Linked DNA regions of Mus musculus: region 2 is linked to region 1. The links are chromatin contacts, called in public ChIA-PET maps. All regions are on one chromosome and are shown on one strand. Each heading gives the region's core, a stretch centred on a gene start, on an enhancer-like site or on the middle of the called end of the contact. The rest is flanking DNA. Distances are from core to core; before and after follow the strand shown. Region 1 overlaps Cdk19 (cyclin-dependent kinase 19). Region 2 has its middle 41 kb from the start of Gm32234.

Region 1 (5,076 bases), core at 1,113-3,612:
CATAAAGGATCGTATTCTTCTAATAGCTAGCAAGTAGATCTTGAAGGTTTTTTCCTCTTGGTTTTTGGAGACACTTTCTCACTGTGTAGCTAGACTGGTCTTGAATGTAAAGCTAGCTTCCTGCCTTCACCTCAATTCTCAGATTACTACCCAGTTTATCTCGAAGGGTTTTAAAAAATGCCTGTTATTAGAGAAGAGCGAGGCATAAGGTTACAGATCTAATTCTTTTACCTGATTAAACGTTTACTATTTCATAGGAATGGTTTCTGAAAGGTGTGTTTCATGGTTATTTTCATTTTACAGTATTGGAACAGATTCATTTCCACCAGCCTGCCTAGTGTGCGTTACTCATTTCAGCATTACCTCAGAATTCAATCTTGCTGTTGGAATAGCTTTAGCTTTACAGTCTAGCCCCACGCCCTTTTTTCTCTGCATCTGTTCCCTTCCAGGTGCATTTTAAATAGTTTCCCCCATCTATGTTCAATAATTTCTGGTTCTTAAGAGAGTGGGCCCTGAACTATAGGACTCACGCTTCATATTTTGTGAGGTTTATTTTTCTGTTTACTATCTTCCATTTTCCACATACATGTATTGGTTCTCTTACAGACTTGGAAAACAGTTGTTAGTTTCAGTTCATATGAGTGCACACTTCTGTGGTCTGTTTCCCAGTAGTCGAGGAGCATACGTGTTTTCCTGTTTTTGAAGTGTATGTAGTAAAAGTCAAGCACTCAAGCTCAGTTAGCATTTGAGTTTTAATTTTGTTTTTCATAATTGGTTGCAAAATATATGATGACCTGTGATACTTTATTGATTTTCTTGTTGTCTGATCTAAAGTCTGATTTCTTTGGCAGATATGTAGACTTACATCGGCATTTGACATTTTATGTTTTGGGCAGTGGAACTTTAAATATACATAAACTCTGCTGTTTGCCTCTGTTGTGTTTGGAGGTCCCAGGATGGCTTTGTGTGTGGTCCTCACGTGATGGAGGTTGCAGACTTCTCAGCTGAGAGTGAAGAGGGTGTTGCCTTCTGGTGTCATTGTGTGTGCTGGGGTGGGATGTATCAAGAGACAGCTTTCTGTGTTACCACGCAGCAGTTAAAACGATATCACAGATGCATCACTTTGATCACATTTATGATGCATTTTTATTCGTTATTACTAAAACCTGTAAAAGAAAAAAAAAAGAAAGAAAGACGTTGGAGCTGCTGAGCTAGCTGCTCAGTGGATGCGACATTTGGTGCCAGTAAGCCTGTTGCGTTCTAATCCCTGGGACCCGTGCAGTGGCAGGAGAGAAACGGCTTCTGCAGTGGGCCTTTGTGTGCTTGCTTGTGTGCACACCCACAGACCAGTGTAACAGAAATCAGAAAGCCATAGAGAGCTAGAGAGTGACTTTCACTTGCTCTGACATTAAGATTGGGAGTAACTCATAAAAGAGAACACTGGTATATTGTATAGTATGACTGTGCCATTTCTCAGACTTAGCTGCACTGTGGTTTCTTCTGGGAACTTGTCCAAGTCATTATTCATGTTGTATTCTTCCCTACTGCTCCTTTTACTGAAAGATTGCTTCACAATAAATAGAGAGGCAGCCTAATCCATGACTCATGACTGGAGGATAGACATTCTTGTGTTAGGTTCCGTGTGCCAGAAACGTTAGTCTCCAATATGCTAATTACCGCTCTTCCCAACTTGTTAATATGCTCTTCTCAAGTTTGTGCTTGTTTTAGTAGAGAAACAAACACATCCCACATACTTGTAAAATACATTTTTATAGAGGTTTTTTTAATGAGTTGCTTTTAAAGAAAATAATGAGATTAGGATCAGAAAATCTGATATACCTTTCTTGGGCAATGTTTCTTTGACCAAAAAAAGGGGATCATTTTGCCATTTATGTGCCAGATCTTATAAATATTACTTTTATGAGTTTATGCAAGTTTTTATGAATTTTCTTCATATTACTGGAACAATTCTTTTAACAATTGTGCATAGGCACATGCATGTAGCACATCCCTATGTGTGAATGTGGGTCAGCATGTACCTTGAGTGTTGGTCCTCACCTTGCACCCCGTTTGAGAGTCTCTTTTCCAGTGCATCAGCAGTGTAGTGGCCTGTGAGCTTCTGCAGATCCTCTGCCTTTGTCTCCTAGCTGGCTGTGGGTGAACAGGGATTACAGACAATCACATAATACGTCAGGCTTTTATGAGACTTACGGGCATTTGAACTCAGGTCTTCATTTTTGCATATTTGTGTGACAGCACTTTTACCTAGTGAGACAACTTTCTCAGCTCTAGTAACTTTGTATTTTTGTTTGGAGGCAGGGTACCAAGGTCTCACTGTGTAAACCTGGCTGGTCCAGAACTTTCTGTTGTGGACTGTGTTGAACTCGAATTCTCACAGATGCTTGTACCTCGGTCCCTTCAGTGCTGAGATTAAAGTTGTGCGTCAGCACATTTGGTTTACAGTTTTTTCTTTAATTAAAAAAAGATCTGTAGCAGCTAACAATTTTTTTAAAAAGATTTTTATTTAATGTCTATGAGTATACACTGTAGCTGTCTTCAGACAACCAGAAGAGGGCATCGGATCCCATTACAGATGGTTGTGAGCCACCATGTGGGAATTGAACTCAGGACCTCTGGAAGAACAGTCAGTGCTCTTAACCACTGAGCCATCTCCCTAGCCCCAGCTGACATATTTAGCAATATAGGTTATACTGCAAAGCATAAAGTTAATAACAATGTCAGTTTGTAGGTAGATTCTGAATGAGAATTGGGGTATCTGTTTTCTTGTTTAATTTTATTAAATTTTTAGAGTAATTGTTTTCTGTCCTTTGGAAATTGTGTTCTACTAGGTATCAAGTAAGTGTCTGTGCATTGTGCCTGACATGGAGGATGTGCGGTTCATGCGAGGTTGAGTAACGTTCATTTGCTCAAGACACAGCCAGTCAGCTGAGTTCACCGTTTGTTTCACTTGCTCCTATCTCTTAGCAGCAGTAGGTAGGACTTTCAGATTATTTAGTGGAGTAAGCTATACCTTTATATTGAAACCCTGTGGCCTTTTACGTTCTTTAATGGCTACTTTTAATTTACCAGTAGTAATTGAAAATAATTTTCCTAAGAATTTTTTGTACTTCATTTCTAAGTTAATTGGTTATTTTTTATCATTTTAAATTATGCATATTTAACTGTGATATGGTATATATAGGTATAATTAAGAGTCTCAGTAGATTATCAAAACATAGAAAGGCATCTTGTCTACCTCCACCCCTTTTAGTTTCTTTGAGGAAGATGAGATTAAATATATGGTTATAAAGAATTTTAAAAAGTGTGTGTGTGCGCGTGTGTTTGTGTGTATGTGTGTGTGCAGTGGAGGTGAGAGGCATTGGATTCCCCTGGGAACTGAATTTGGTCCTCTGCAAGATCGGGTTGACTCTTAACTTCTGAATCATTTCTCCAGGGTGTTAACCTCCCCCTACCCTTTTCTTTTTGAGAGAGAGTCTCATGTAGCTTTGGCTGGGTTTTTGTTAGTTAGCCAAGGTTGGCAGTGAACATCTGGTTCTCCTGCTTCTGCCTCCCAAGTCCAAAGCCTGTACCATCATGCCTGTTTTTATCTGGTGCTGGGAATTGAACCTAGGGCTTCGTGCATGCTAGACAAGTACTAACTATGCCAACTGAGCTACACGTGTACCCCAATCTGTACCATACATTTTACATATGAGACCATTGTTTTCAAAGTGATGCTCTTATGGGTTCAGTCCTTCCCATTTTTGATTTTACTTTCACAATCCTGTCTCCCTTCTAAGCTACTGACATTTAACATCTTCCTTTAGACATTATCAAAGCCCTCAACTTTTCAGTTCCCTACAACTTGCTCAGTCTGCTGTATTGCCTAGCCTGCTAGCAGGAGTCATTCTGGGCTGTCTGTTGTTTTCCTGTGTCCATTGGCTCTGTGTCCTAGTTGTCTTTCAGAGCCATCTGCTCTTACTCCCTAGCTTACACTGTTGTGCCCACAAACCTGACTCTCAGGGTCTCTGTTCTTCGTCACACCTCCAGACTGCTCGCAGGAACATAGCCTGCATAGGTTCTTTCCTACCTCGTGTCTTAGGATGAATGAAGTCCAGGTTCCTTAGTACGCTTACTAAGGTGTGTGTCCTGCTTGTTTCTTTCTCAGCGGTTTTCTTTTCTTCCCCGTGCTCTATCGGCCTTCAGATGTATTGTGCTCCTTTGCAGGTGAGCCTTGGCGCGTGCTGTTCTTTCTCAGGAAACAAAAAGACATGAAAAACATTGCTGTGCTGATTAAACCTAAATCACTTACTTGTGTTAGAATTTTGGACCCTCTGCTTCACTTGTAGTCTCGAAGTGTTACTTACATGCTTTCGGTGGCATTGTAGCATGTGAGAGGAATGCAGAGGCAGTGCTTGAGGGTGGCAGATCAGTTTCTTCAGTGCATTAAGTCCCATGAAACAATAGCTATTTGCAGCTCCTAATAAATGCAGTATGTCCTGTTGGATAGTGCTGATTTGCTTTGAATTAAAAAGTTGATTTAATGGTAAGTTTAAAAGATAGCTGTTTATTATAAATTAAGAGTAGAATGGCTCATTATTACTGGTATTTACATTTGATTTTAATTGGGTAACCATTTTATATAATTAGTATCTTGGTTTTTAACTTATTAGTGACTTTAACTCTTGGGTTGACATTTGCCTGAAATACATCATTTGATAAGGCTAGATTTGCCTAAATGTTTTTGTTTTTGGAGATTAGGTCTCTTGTAGCCCAGGCTAGCCTTGAACTCACTATGTAAGTATAGATGACCTTGGACTCCTAATTCCTCCATCTCCATATCCCTAAAGGTGGTAACATCACGACCATTAAAGTAGACAAATTCAGGTCAACCTTTGTGGGAACTTTTGAAAGAAAATTGTCAATAGTTTATGTAAGATGCATTTCTCAGTCCACACAGCACATTTTATGATGCAGAAATGAGATAGTTGTTTATAGCTTGTTTTCTTTAAGTATTGTAATGCAGGGTTCAGGGAGTGCCTCACACCTTTTTTTTCTGAGCACTTGGGGAGGCAG
Region 2 (5,076 bases), core at 1,399-3,898, 120 kb after region 1:
ACTTCCCATGCGGTGTCTTTGAAATATTGAAAATAACATTCACCTCTCCTCCCAGTCTCTGCCATTACTTTCCCCTCGACCTTAGACCTTAAGGGAATCCGTTAGGAGTCTTCTGAATACAAGATCCCTTAAGACTTATTTAGTTTTTTGGTTTTTGGTTTTTTAAAATTTACTTATTAGAAAGAAAACAAGTTTATTTGGCACTGTAAGGAATGGCCACAACAGAGCTGCCTATTGACTTTGCCACAGGCCTGCTGGGTCAGTTTTCCCCAAACCCCTTCAGTGACACTGGGGAATCTCAGGTAGAGCCTTGTTCATGCTGGGCAAGCGCTCCATCACTGAGCTGTGCCCTCAGATGTGTTTACTTTTAAAGAGATTCTGGGGTCAAAGAAATGAAGCACTTTGAAGAAAATAAATTTAAATGTTTATTTGATTCATGAACCAGGTAACCTTCAGACCCAGAAGATTTCAAGTGTTCTATTCTGCAGTTTGGGTGTTAATATTTATAGATCAGAAAAGGCTGAAGAAGACAAAAACAAGACAGAGGCAGGGATGCGGGGGAAGATTTTAGGCTCAAAAATAGACCAATTAAGAGAGTTAAGAGAAGGGCCCGAATTGGCCGGTGTGCACATGTATCTGTCAATAAAGATTCTTGATTTCTTGTGCGGTCAGGAGTCACAGTTTGGCAGTGTAGAGCATCACTGACTGAACAGCACAGGCTCCTTGGCAGTGGGCGGCCGGCGTGCTAGAGTGGGAACAGAAGGCAGAACACATAACCAGCAGGGTTGTCAGCACTGACAGTCAACTCAGGAGGAACCAGAGAGGAACTCCACAGCCAGGCCCGTCTGTGACTACAGTCTCGGTTAGAGTGGGCAGCTGACTTTCTGGGAGGTTAATGAGGGAATTTCTAGAGCACCTAAAAAATCTTACAGAGATGAGCTCTCCACACTTCCTTAGCAAACTGAGCCTGTGTGCAGTGGGAGTTCAGAGAGCTCAATGGAAGGTAGAGACAGCTATGGAAATGGACAGGACTTCAAAGGTTTCCTCCTCACAGAAACCTAGTAACAAGGAACACCTGCCCCAGCCCCCTAAAGGTTTCAGGTGCGCTGGCCAAATTATTAGTTGGCTCCAGAGCTGTTACAACGCTGGGCTAAAACTTACATAAACTAAAAACATAAACTGACCAGACACATGGCAAATACTTTACTTGCTGAGTTTAGGCAAATTAATATTGAGAGCAAGGGATGTGATGACAGGGTCCAGGGTTGCTACTGCATAGAAAAACACCAAAATTCCAACAAAAATGACTTGCGAAGACACCAGACAATAGCCCTGACTGAGCCTGAGCAGAAAGCAGAGTTGGTTGATGAAGATTTGTGGTGCTGTATGTATGCTCCAAGCAGTGAAGAACTGTGCTCTGGAATTCAGAAGTCAGCACATGGTTGCAGGGACATAGGCTGGAGACTCTCTGTGAGTTCAGGGCCAGCCTGGTCTACAGATCCAGTTCTAGCACAGCCAGGGCTATGCAGAGAAACCATGTTTGGAATGCTCCCCCACCCTCAAAAAAGAAATCAGCATATTAATAAGGACTCCACAAATAGAGGATCTCAATAAAGATGTAGAAACTATGAAAAACATAATCTAAATGGTTTAAGTGTAATAACAAATTTACAGAAAAATCGGTGGATTTAAATTTAGACCATTAGAAATGATCCAATTTGAAGAACAATGAAAAAAAAAAGATTGAATAAAAGTAACCCCTCAGATGCTGGATGGGATGACAGCAGACATCTCATACCTGTGTAATCAACTTCACAGAGTAAAGGAGAGGATGGAGGGATACATTTAATGATACAATGAATAAAAATCACCATCTGATAGCAACCATCGTTTACAGACCCACAAACTCAACACATCCAGATACATTCAAAGAGACTGGTGACAAGGCACAGGGTCTCAGACTGGGTATAAGATCAGGTCCAGTGATACGTCATCTCCAGGAGGCAGTCTGATCCTCTGGGGGTGTAGCTCAGCAGTACAGTACTTGCCTCACTTGCAGGAGGCTGGAAGGCGGCCATGAAGAGGCGTCCAGTAGCATGACCTCTTTACAGGTCTCTGCTCAGGAGCTGCAGAGAGCAGGAAGGCCAACAACTGCTCTGGGCTATTGAGGATGTGGGCTCTGGAGGCCCAGAAGTGCTGTGTCCATACTTGCCGAAGCTCTGGGGTGCTGGTGGAAGAGTCCCCTCAGGCTTTCTGACTTCCTACTGGCCTTTCAGTAGCAGAGCTGGATAACCTCTCTTGCCCTATATCATCACCTTAGCTCTCACACACTTGAGGGATCTGGGCTGAAGCTGCCCTAGGCTCTGTCACCTGCAGTGCCACCCAGCATCTGGCCTTTGTGGCTATGAGACCCATCTGCCTCCTGTGCCCCTGGCTTTGTTCTCTGGGCTCTGCAAGCTTACATTGCACTACTTGGCATCTGAGACATGTGAAAAGAGAGTATCATGTAGAATAACCGAGAGCAAATATGCATAAGAAGTCAAGTAGTAGCTGGCATGTGGCACTTTCTCTGCTGTGCTGGTGAGAAGGCACAGAGACACAAAGAAACCCAGACTTTGCCCTTGTGAACCTTCTGCTTAAACGAGAGTAACTCCGACTTTAATCAGTAACTACACCAAACATGACAGCTGTCTCAGCATGCCTTCTGATGCTGCAATGGAGTGCCTGAAGCTGGACTTTGTACTTACTTGCTTGGCGTGGTGATTTTGAGGCAAGGCCTCATTGTCCCTAAGGAGATGCCCTCACATAGTAGGCATCATTACACAGTAGGTATCCTTACATATTTGTCAATGAGAAGGTGAATAAGCTTGGTCAGAAGGAGAGGCCGCTCTGCCTAGGTTAAGGGTCCCTTTGTCCCAGTCCTGTAACGGGCCCTATGTGCCAGCAGATGCAGGTGATTCTGGGGAAAATGCGGGGAGGAGGCTGTGGGCTGTGGTAGCCCCAAAGACTAGCCCCCTGTGCCTCTCTATTACTTCTATAGTCCTTCAGTGTTCTCCTTCTCTTCCTTCCTGCCTCAGGTGTGGCCCTCAGTCCCTCACAGCCTCTCCTCAGGAGTAACATCTTTCCCCATCATCTCACCTATTCTGCCAAGCTAAGGTTCTGTTTGCTCAGCAGCATCCCTAAACCTGACAGCTCCACTCCACACAGCATGCGTCCTGGAGGGGAAACGGGGTACTGGGGTTGGGCTTAGTCCTTAACATGAAAAAGTAACAATGTACTGATTAGTGCAGGACTGTTTCCTAGAGCAGCAGCATACAACATGGACGCTACTCTCACATCTTCAGTGTACAGTCGGCCACAGCTTTCTCCTTCTTTCTAGGGGAACTATTGCTGTGAGTAGAAAAGCATTGGCTGAACGCCTACTGTATACAGAGGCTAAGTGTTTCCGCTTGCCTGAAACCAGTATTGTTTCATGTAGAGGCAAGAGGAGTGTGAGCTTGAGTCATGGAAGGAAAATGTTCCTATTTGGCCCATAGGTGCTCCTTAGAGAAGCGTCACAAGGTAGCAACTGTGGTGGATCAGCCAATCAATGCAAGAACCATTACCAACAGAAATGAAGGCTCAGCATTCCCAGGAGACTGTACATGAAACTGGTGCATTGTTCCTCTGAGACCAAATGTCTGGAGACCCCAAGTGGAGCCAACACTCTCCTTGTGCATCACCTCCATCGGCTAACCCCAAGAATGACATATTTCTTGGCATTAAGAAGATACTTCTGTGGGAGGCTGAGGCAGGAGGATCATTTGAGCCCAGGGCTACACAGTGAGATCCTATCTCAATGAATAAATAAATAGATAAAATCAGAGAAAAAGAGGAGGAGGAGGAAGAGGAGGAGAAGGAGGAGGAAGAAGAGGAGGAGAAGGAGGAGGAGGAGGGGAAAGGGAAGGGGGAGGGGGACAGGGAGGGGGAGAGGGAGGGGGAGGGGAAGAGAAGGAGAAAAGATACTTCTTACATGTATGCCTGATAGGCCATGGTGTGGCTCTGTGAGAAAAGTACTTGAAGCTCAAATACAAATACTTGCATTTGATCTTCAGCACAGTCATTAAAAAGCCAGGCTTGGGCTGGGAAGACAAACAGCTCAGTGGCTAAGAGTACTCACTGCTCTGTCAGAGGTCCAGCTCCCAGCTTCCATATCAGGTGGGACACAAACTCCTGTAACTCAATCTCCAAAGGATCCAACACCCTCATCTAGCCGTACTCCTTCTCTCTCTCTCTCTCTCTCTCTCTCTCTCTCACACACACACACACACACACACACTCTCTCTCTCTCTCTCTCTCTCAAATAAAATAAATAAAAAAAGAAAAGAAAAGCCAGGCTCGGTTGTGATTGTTTGTAACCCCAACCCTGGGGAGGGAGGATCCCGGGAACACTCACTGGCCAGCCAGCCTAGCTGAATCTTGGAACTTGAGGTGAGGGCCAATGAGAGACCGCAGTTCAAAAACTAAGATGGAGAGCAATTGAGGAAGATGCTTGACAAACTGTGACCTCCATACTATTGTATGTGCACGTGTGCCCTCACATATCTGACACACACACACACACACACACACACACACACACACACACGCGCGCGCACACACAGCCTGAAATTTTTACCTGGATATAAGCAGGGATTACATGTCTATCAGTTGCTCAGATGACTGGAGATTCATTTCCTCAGTCTCTGATCTAAAAAGAGAACTGTGTAGGGGGTCAGGGAGCAGGGGAGGGTCCAAGGAAGAGAGTCTCAGACCATCTGGATCACCTGTGCTGATGCCTCAGGCTCCCCTTTGCTTCAAAGTCACTGGAGGCAGAATGTCACTAAAGCTGTTGATGCTGGGGAACTGAGTTCATTGTCCGCTCTGCCCTTTCAAGTCTGTCGTAGACAATGACCTCCACATGCCCTTCTGTTTATTAAAGGCATAACTGGAAGCCAGTCACCCACCTCTCACGTATCTTAGAAAACGTCATGCAGGCTGAGGGGCTGCTCCTCAGGAGGGCATTGTCTCTGTGCCACCCAGAGCCCTGATATCAGG

Evidence for each region. ChIA-PET counts read pairs in DNA pulled down with a chosen protein or histone mark.
Region 2: a contact with region 1 is called in an H3K27ac ChIA-PET map of liver, with 3 times the contacts expected there. The contact joins two enhancer-like sites. A contact is called at or near these places in 2 of 15 datasets of contacts at CTCF or cohesin (the NIH/3T3 cell line and large pre-B cells), 4 of 484 Hi-C or Micro-C datasets (the N1E-115 cell line, bone marrow-derived macrophages, erythroblasts and 1 more) and 8 of 115 datasets of contacts at active chromatin or transcription factors (the HPC-7 cell line, bone marrow-derived macrophages, double positive thymocytes and 5 more).

What each region holds. Positions count from the first base shown.
Region 1 is chr10:40,371,014-40,376,089 of GRCm38.p6, forward strand. All of the region lies in intron 1 of Cdk19 (cyclin-dependent kinase 19), which reads left to right. Among named protein-coding and RNA genes, the nearest start is that of Cdk19, 24 kb to the left of the region's middle. Within about 2 kb of position 2,363, at least 244 of the 459 cell types and tissues checked have an H3K27ac peak or open chromatin away from gene starts, as enhancers often do. A contact at or near this core is called in double positive thymocytes and liver, where this site is marked.
Region 2 is chr10:40,492,308-40,497,383 of GRCm38.p6, forward strand. No RefSeq gene overlaps it. Among named protein-coding and RNA genes, the nearest start is that of Gm32234, 41 kb to the left of the region's middle. Within about 2 kb of position 2,649, at least 31 of the 459 cell types and tissues checked have an H3K27ac peak or open chromatin away from gene starts, as enhancers often do. A contact at or near this core is called in double positive thymocytes and liver, where this site is marked.